Regions from separate parts of the Rattus norvegicus genome. Here regions 1 and 3 are each linked to region 2. A link is a contact called in public Hi-C data. All regions are on one chromosome and are shown on one strand. The core of a region is the stretch at or near the end of the contact, and the rest is flanking DNA. Distances in the headings are between cores, read along the strand shown. Region 1 overlaps LOC134485837 (a long non-coding RNA gene). Region 2 overlaps Map3k1 (mitogen-activated protein kinase kinase kinase 1). Region 3 has its middle 230 kb from the start of Map3k1.

What was found. A called contact is a pair of places that touch in the nucleus more often than the background predicts.
Region 1: a contact with region 2 is called in a Hi-C map of liver, with 2.0 times the contacts expected there. The contact joins two enhancer-like sites. A contact is called at or near these places in 2 of 12 Hi-C or Micro-C datasets (both in liver).
Region 3: a Hi-C map of liver shows a contact between it and region 2, with 3 times the contacts expected there. The contact joins two enhancer-like sites. A contact is called at or near these places in 3 of 12 Hi-C or Micro-C datasets (hepatocytes and liver).

What each region holds. Positions count from the first base shown.
Region 1 is chr2:45,262,919-45,265,681 of GRCr8, reverse strand. LOC134485837 (a long non-coding RNA gene) reads right to left here. Exons shown (of 2, transcript XR_010064080.1): 2 at 1-2,763. Among named protein-coding and RNA genes, the nearest start is that of Map3k1, 120 kb to the right of the region's middle. Within about 2 kb of position 1,356, at least 19 of the 93 cell types and tissues checked have an H3K27ac peak or open chromatin away from gene starts, as enhancers often do. A contact at or near this core is called in liver, where this site is marked.
Region 2 is chr2:45,119,881-45,122,627 of GRCr8, reverse strand. All of the region lies in intron 2 of Map3k1 (mitogen-activated protein kinase kinase kinase 1), which reads left to right. Among named protein-coding and RNA genes, the nearest start is that of Map3k1, 27 kb to the left of the region's middle. Within about 2 kb of position 1,362, at least 8 of the 93 cell types and tissues checked have an H3K27ac peak or open chromatin away from gene starts, as enhancers often do. A contact at or near this core is called in liver, where this site is marked.
Region 3 is chr2:45,375,868-45,378,567 of GRCr8, reverse strand. No RefSeq gene overlaps it. Among named protein-coding and RNA genes, the nearest start is that of Map3k1, 230 kb to the right of the region's middle. Within about 2 kb of position 1,392, at least 10 of the 93 cell types and tissues checked have an H3K27ac peak or open chromatin away from gene starts, as enhancers often do. A contact at or near this core is called in liver, where this site is marked.

The sequences.
Region 1 (2,763 bases), core at 107-2,606, 140 kb before region 2:
CATGTCCTAGCTCACCAGACAAATTCTAAATATTTACTTAGCACTAGGACACAGGACAACACTTTGCATGTTCAGTCCGTTAATCATTAAATATAACAAGAACTTCTCTTTTTATGTATACATAAAAATTCCGGTCTCCAAAACCAGCTGGCAAAAAGGAGTGGGGCGATCTACTCTAGTCTCACTGGCTACGTCAGACAGTTGACAGCCGTGTCTATGGCCACACTTGCAGGCAAGGTGTTTAGGCTTACCCAGAGAAACTCACATTTCCTATTCTTAGGTATCTACCAGCCGATCTAAATAATTTTGACTAGATATCAGTAGGCAGAACAGAGCACAGTTCCCTAACCTCCACTCCCCAGGAGTTCCTGCACTAATGATGCTAGTATTTCTCCCAAGCATCTCAAGGCCGGAAACAGAGGATCTTTTTACCAACACACAGAGGAAAAGCTGGGTGGGAAAATCACTGACGCTCAACCCAGTGACCCGGGCGAGAACAGCTTTCATCAGAAGCGAGGTGCAGAAGTGAGTAGATGAACGAGTTGAACTTTCTGGTCAAAGCCAGAAACATCGGTAAAGGCACACGTGGAACCTTCGCAGAACAGACAGCATCGGTGAGAATGCATGGTCCTTTACAGTAAATTCACTGTGGGAAACTAGTCAGGCCCAGCAAGCTGACAAGGGTCCCTTCACCCCTGTGCCAAGGACAGTTTGGCCAAAGGACATCTAGGGTGAAGGCCTCAGTCAGGGCTAATCTCCATATCCCGGAATAGTCCAGAGAACTCGTCCAACCTGCCAGTCTGCCTTGGGAGAAAAAAAAAAGCCTTTGGAATTCTTTGTCCAGCTCTGCTTGGTATACACTGGAATAATTCTTCTGGGACTTCTCTGGTGACCTAGTCTTCACTATAATGACATCCCTCAACAGATCCACCAGCCCTCAGATTCTCCCAGACACTAACTAATAATAGGTCCAATTAGAAGTGAAGATTCCAAACAGATGAGACACGAATTGATATACATGACATGGCTGCCACAGATCCATTTCTTCCCCTGGCAGAAAAGAGATCAAACTGACCTTGAGGAGGAAACCTCCTTTTCTGAACAGTTACCATGGCAACCGGAACCCTCTCTCTCCCCAGGGCACCTGCCCACAGGCTCCCACCGGCCAGCTGGTAGGGAGGGTGGATCGGCCACCTCTGTTCCAAGTCACTGTGCTCATTTGACCAACAAAGGTGCCAACGGTGCCAGTTGGCCTCGTGATATGGATACCTGCCCACGAGGCATTGGCCCAAACATTGGGGACTTTCACAGAGGCCAGCCAACAGCTGGCAGGCAGGAACTACCAGGTCATTGTCATCTGGGGCTGAATTGGAACGTGCATACAAGACACAAAGGCTGTGTCTGTAACCACAGCATCTCTCCCTCCCAAGAGGTGTGTTTTCAGCACCAGATCCTCTGCTCTGGGAGGGGCGTGTGGCTGAAGGTGCCTTTTAGAGGCCCCGCCCACCCAGCCTTTTTTAGGGGCGCCCTGCCTTTAAGCACGGTGGTGTAGAAAAGCGTTTCCTGCCCCATGTCTCGTTTTATTGCAAATGAGAAGGTTCGCCATAAGTCACCCCAGGCCAGTGGGTTCAGAGGTAGAGCCGGTAACCAGAAGCCATGCAGACTTCCTCTCCTGGCCCCACACCAAGGCCTCCAAGGATCTCTTGTCACATGAGGTTAGTGTAGTTTCACATCCTCTAAGCAAAGCTCTGTCGAAACTCTCTAGTATCACATGGCATTGGCTCAAAGCAACCACCTCACTCAGCTGCTGGCTCCCTGTTCCAAGAGTGGATCAGGAGACCTGGGTTCCAGTTTCAACTCAACCTGCATGACCTTGACAAGAACCAGTCCTCAACCTTGCATCAGAAAACCAAGTGGTCAGAGTTTCTAACCTTAGGGTCCATTTCCTCTCCTCCGCATTACCCTCTCTACCTCAGTTAAAAAAAATTATTTTATATTTACTTACTTACTTACTTACTTACTTACTTTGGAATTCTTGATTATAGAGTCAGGGTTTTTCTGTGCTGCCCTGGCTGTCCTGGAACTCACTCTGTAGACCAGGCTGACCTTGAACTCAGAGATCCACCTGCCTCTGCCTCCTGAGTGCTGGGATTAAAGGCATGTTCAACCACCGCCCAGCATTTCTGATGCTAACCCAAGAATCTCCAAAGACTGGTGTACATTATTTCAACTGTTCAAAATCAGACATCTCGAAAATATTAAGTCAAGCGAAGGAATCTTTATATATAAGAGAGCACATGTTTTATGGTTGTAATATGAAATTCCCAGACTAACGAATGGTAAGACACAAACATACACACAGACGCACATACATGCTCTCACACGAATAGCTGTGGATTGCCTCAGGGAGTGTGGTAGGACCAGGAGTTACTTGGGAAGAGGAACAAAAGAACTTTGTGAGTTGAGAGTATACATTGTCCCTGGTTGTGTTTATGTCACCCAATCTTTGTCAGAACTCATGGACTACTGTTCGTCGGATGGATTGAACGGTGGAATGGCGTTAGAAGAATGAAGTGTAGGTTGTAGAATCCGTGAGCATTTGGGTGTTCCTGACAAAACGCTATAATGAGTTCCCCCTTCTCTCCACCCCATCTCTCTTTCCTGACACTTGGCCTTTTTCCTAGTAAATGAGTCAATGGGACAGGCGATATAGCTGCTGTCCTACGATGACTAATCACTCTATGCCCAGCCCTCAAGGGCAAA
Region 2 (2,747 bases), core at 113-2,612:
ACTTCCTTCATTGGGGGATCCAGATCTGGAGTCTTTGTTGACACAGACTCCCTCATCTCCCTCCCTATTTTAGCTCTTGAAGGCAGTGAACTTTGTGATCACTTAAGCCCTACATTAACATCTAAGGCAGCTGGGGTCAGGTTCTTCTCTGGAAGGAATATTGGCTGTTGAAATGGGGTCCGTAAGCAGACCCAGAACAGATTTCTGTAGTGTGTTCCATGGTGCAGGACCTCCGCACGCCGAACAGTTGAGAAGGCTGTTGTGGGCCTTTCCTGCCATGCACCCAGGCTTTCGTTGAAGGCTCTGAGACAGGCGCAGTGAACAGGCTCACCTGTTTGTCCCAGCTAGTATTTCCTGCCTGCCCACAGATGTGGCATTTGGGATCATAAAGCATTATCTCTTCAGAGGGCGTGACCCTTTTGTAGTTTGTACACTTTAATACTTTCCTCCTTCAGAGGTTCTGTGTCTGCTCCTCCCACTATTGACAATTGTTCAGGCACCACCACCTCAGTAGATCTTTCTAGACCTTTCTGTTGGTGAAGTTAACAATGATCGATCCTACTGCAGCAATGGGGTACTTTCGTATTTCTGGGACAACAGAGGTGATGTTTTTCTTGATTCTCTTAAACAATGTCCAGTGTACCTTTGTGCATTTATTTTTATCCTTCTGCCTGAGCCATTGCCTACATGGGCAGGCGTGCCACTCACCAAGTAGAGTGGTCTGCTAGCCTTTCAGGAACCTGTTAGTCTTCTACTTTGAGCATCCTACCTAGCATCCCTTCCCGCCCACCAGAAGGAAGGACAGTAGCCCTGGCTATCCCTCACGGTGCAAAGAAATTCTCTTAGCAAAGGCTATAAAAGAGTTTTGCATTCCACTTCAGTATTAAAATTTCTGGACATTTAAACCACATTAAAGGGTTTTATTACCGTAGAAAACAGTTGTTCAAAGTGCCATATATTGAACTTTGAGCCACTCTCCCTAAGACCTGAGATGGGAGTCTGTAATAACAATTGCTTCCCTCATAATAACAGCCTTGTTCACTGACTCTCTTAAAAGATGGCGCACATTTGGACAACATCCCAAAGGAAATCTAAACTTGGGATCATCATGAGGTAAAGCAGAACAGAGAAAGAGCAGTCACTATCTCTGCCAGTTGCCTGCCTCCTGACACCGGCTCCGGTCAGTGCTCCCTGTGGAGCTCTGGCAGGAGGTAGCAGGCTGCCTTAGTGAGATCCGCACCACACACACGTGGTAGAGATCCAGCCTGCTCCTCTACTGAAGTGTGAGATCTCATTAGGCTTGGCCACCACTCTCTGGCGAACCGGCCCAGGCCTGGATGTGTCAAGTAGCACAGAGGGGCGGAGTTCTTGAGAGGAAGTAGACAGCCAAACACTGTTTTTAAAAAAGTGCATCCTTTTCCTCGCTCACTAAGGAAAAGGACGCACGTAGCTTCCCATTCTCCCTTCCCCAAAGCTTCTAACGGTCCTCTGTCAAGCATCAAGGACACAGCCAGGAAAAACAGAAACATTGTAAATATCAAAAGGATACAAGCTTTCATGGGTGTTTGTTGGAAAGGAACAAATGGGAAATAAGACTGTTGATCCTAAACTCCCTTAGAAAACTTTGGGCACTCAGAGAGTTATTTGCATTAAACCCAACAGCGTTTCCGGATTCCTGCAGAAAAGCATTTGGAAGTACTGTGACCAAGATCATTTCTTTGATGTGTGAAAAAGGCTTTAACTCAGTTTTAATAAGTGCATAATTGATGCAGTTCTGCTGCCTTCTAGAGACTTGGGCCCAGCAAGAGCTCAGTGAGGAAAGGTACTTGCTAGGAAGCCTGGCAACCTCAGTTCGTCCCTGGACCCACACGGGGACAGAGAGAGCCAACCTGCATCTCTGTGCATATGTGAAGGTACACACACGGTAAATAAATATAAAAGATGTTAGAAAGACTCGGACATGCAGTTGACTTCATAGACTTCATAAGTTACAGGTGATTGACAAGTATGGAGGGGAGGGGAAGCCACATAGTCCTATTCACTTTTTAAAAATTGACATAAGAGAAATGGATTAGCACTTAAGATGTTTGCCACAGAAGCCTTGACCACCTGATTTCAACTCCTGGAATCCACTTAAAAGCCAGATAAAGTTGTCTGAATCTCTAATCCCCGAAGTCCTGTGGCAAGGTGGAATTGGGGACAGGAAGGCCAGCGAGGCGCTGTAGGCCAGCTAGCCTGTGGAGCAGAGGAAGTGACCAGACAAGAAGGACCTGCCTCGAAGCCGAGGTGGACACCCGATTCCTGACGTGTGGACCAGGGTACACACATGCTACTACTGGTGCCCACATATACATGCAGGTACAAATACACACATGTATCCACTGGCACTTATATGCATACGTACATGCTGGCATTGATACAGGCACGCACACCCATGTACATGCCAGCACTCATACACACAGTTATTTTGAAAAGTGGTTTTTGCTGGATAGTAGCTCTGACATTAATAGTCTCTGTTATTAAATGGGCATGGTGGGTTTTCAAACAGTGTTACCAAGAATACTCATGTAGAAATAGGAAGACCCTTGGGTATCCTGTTTCTCTTTGAAGTTGTTTGCATGTTCCCTCGGGCACTAATCTGTGGTGGAGTCCCAGGCTGTGAGGGCTGTGGCTATTACACGCATTGTTTCTCTAGGTCTGTTAATTAGAAATGATGGCCATGGTGTCTTGTTGTAAGGTTTGCACAC
Region 3 (2,700 bases), core at 143-2,642, 260 kb before region 2:
ACACACACATACACACACATACACACACATACACACATACATACACACACATACACATACATACACACACATATACACACACATGCACATACACACGCACATATACACACACATGCACATACACACGCACATATACACACATGCACATACACACATACATACACATACATGCGCACGCACACATGCACATACACACACATACACACATATACACACATGCACATACACAGACTTACATACACACACACATGCACACATACACACATACATGCACATACACACACATACACCTACACACATACACACACGAACACATACACACATACACATACATACACACATGTACACACACATGCACACATGCACACACACACACACACATACACATATACATCCTTTAGTAAATACATATATACATATATACGTAATGTTCTTCCAGCCATCCCTTTGCTAGGCGATAGTTACCTACTCTGATCAATAAACTGCTATTGCCAAAATACACTAATGTTTCAAAGGTCTACAAGCATGATGTAGCATGCTGTGGAGCAAGAACACAGCCACCTTTTAGCCTTTGACCCGTTCCTACTTAGCCAATAAATTTTGGTTGTCACCTGGAGGGGAGCAATTTCCTCATGTCTCTAGGCACTGGTCCAAGGGTCTAAGTTGTGTCATTAAGTTTTCCAAACCAATAGCAGTTGTATGAGGAAGCTGCAGTTTTGAGTGGAAGTTTGTGTTGACCTTGGGGGAATTCCCAGGATTGGACCTGGAGGGCCAGGGAGGTCTCGTGGGGGCGGGGCAGGGGCGGGGCCATCCATCGGGTGGAACCTAGAGGGCTGTCCTTACAGACTGAACTCTCTCCTGGAGATGAGTCATAAGACCAAAAGAAGGTGTGTCGGCGCCTGCCTGCCTGCCTGCCTGCCTGACTGACTAGAGGAATCCCTTATATGGCTCTTGTTTTGCTGACAGGTAGTATGTTCCTGGACGTGAAACTTGTTTTCAAGTAGGTCTTCAGACGCCATTCACAGAATGCTTGTTTTGCTTTGTTTCACAAAGTATTGTTTCGGGAAGACAGCTCTTCACCCCCACCCCCTTTTTAACTAGCAACTTCCCTCTGGACTTGTGTAGCTAACAGAACTTCTTACATACCTCAGTGTCCAAAGCTAAGAGTGTGGAGTGTTCTTCCTCCCCACAAATAGACCACGTTCCCAGAGAGAGGGCTCCTCTAGTAGACAGTGAGAGCATTTGGAGCCTGCTTAACCCATGGCTCAGTGCTTACCTGCACCAAAGCCGTGCAGCGACCTGGAGCCTTTCACGTCTTCCCTCCTGACATCATGACACTTGAGCTGCTGTAGTTAAGAAAGCCTGGCAGGTCCCAATATCGTGGAGAGGGCCCAGAGGGCCAATCACAGTCCCAGAATGGACACTGAGGTCAACATGGCCCTGTGTGACGAAGGTAGATCATAGACCACACACTTGGCCTTCTGCCTGTTGGCTCTGTCCCCACCCCTTACCTAGAAAACTCCAACCTATCACCAATCAAATTCAAGATGCCTGCCTGATCCCAGATTTTCCCCATGTTCTCCGTGGGAACTTGTATATGTCCATGTTCTTTAACTTGCTCCATCGTGTCCATGTCACCCTGAAGGTAGTCAATGTCTCATTCACTCCAAGGATAAGAAGAGTGGGTGAAGGGTTACAAGTTACCCACCACCACCTGGTTCCCACCAGCAGGCAGGTGGCTGAGCTAAACTAGACTGTAACTTTCTGGGAGGGCACCCGTGTTCTGTTTCCCCACAGCCCAGTGCCTCCTAACAACCAACGAAGCAAAGTTCCTGCCACTCCGAAGGTCAAGGAGAAAATCGAAGGGAGTCATCTGCTTCCTATGTTTTCTGCAATACTTGGAAACTAAAACCAACACATACTTAGCTATTTGGTGGAGGGCTTGCAATGGATTTCACTGGGCTAACAGAGAGTCTGTCACTCTACCTGGAGGGAGAGGAGCCATCTTCTTGTCATTTCTAGTTTCTCATGACCACCTGCACTCTTTGTTCACATTTCCAAAGTCTTTGCCATATAAGGAAACAGGCTCACAGGTTCTGGGGATGAGGGTGAAGACATCCTTGTAAGGTATTGACTCAGCCAGCCACAGGGGGCTGCTCTTTAATTTCCCTTGGAGAACTAGGAATAGCTGCCAACATACATTTTTACATAAGTCCTCTTCCCTCACCTCTGCTCAAACTTTCCTTTCTCCTTGGCAGGAAAGCAGGTCTACAAAGACACACGGGTCACGTGGAACTCCTTCTAGAAGAGAGGTTCTGCAGTATGCCGTAGGGCCCACTAGGTCCACCATCTTTCCTGTGAAAGTGGTAGAAAAAGAGAATTCAGGGTTCTCAAGCAGCAGGTAACACAAGGTTCATACATTAGCTTCATTGATTTGTCAGGATGTCTGAGGTAAGAGAGCCTACCTGTCACCTCTAAACCACCCTCTTGAACTTGAGCTGCAAACCCCAACTATTTCACTATTGTGTCCCATTGCACCCGATAGCTACTCCATTTCTTGGTCTCCACAAGGCCCTGCAAAATGTCACTTGTGCCCTGCACATTCCCAATCTTAACCCTTGTCACAGCTGCCCATCCACCGAATTCCAGCCAGTACCACGTGGTCTATAAATGGACTCCTCATTTCCGCAGAAGTAGCCA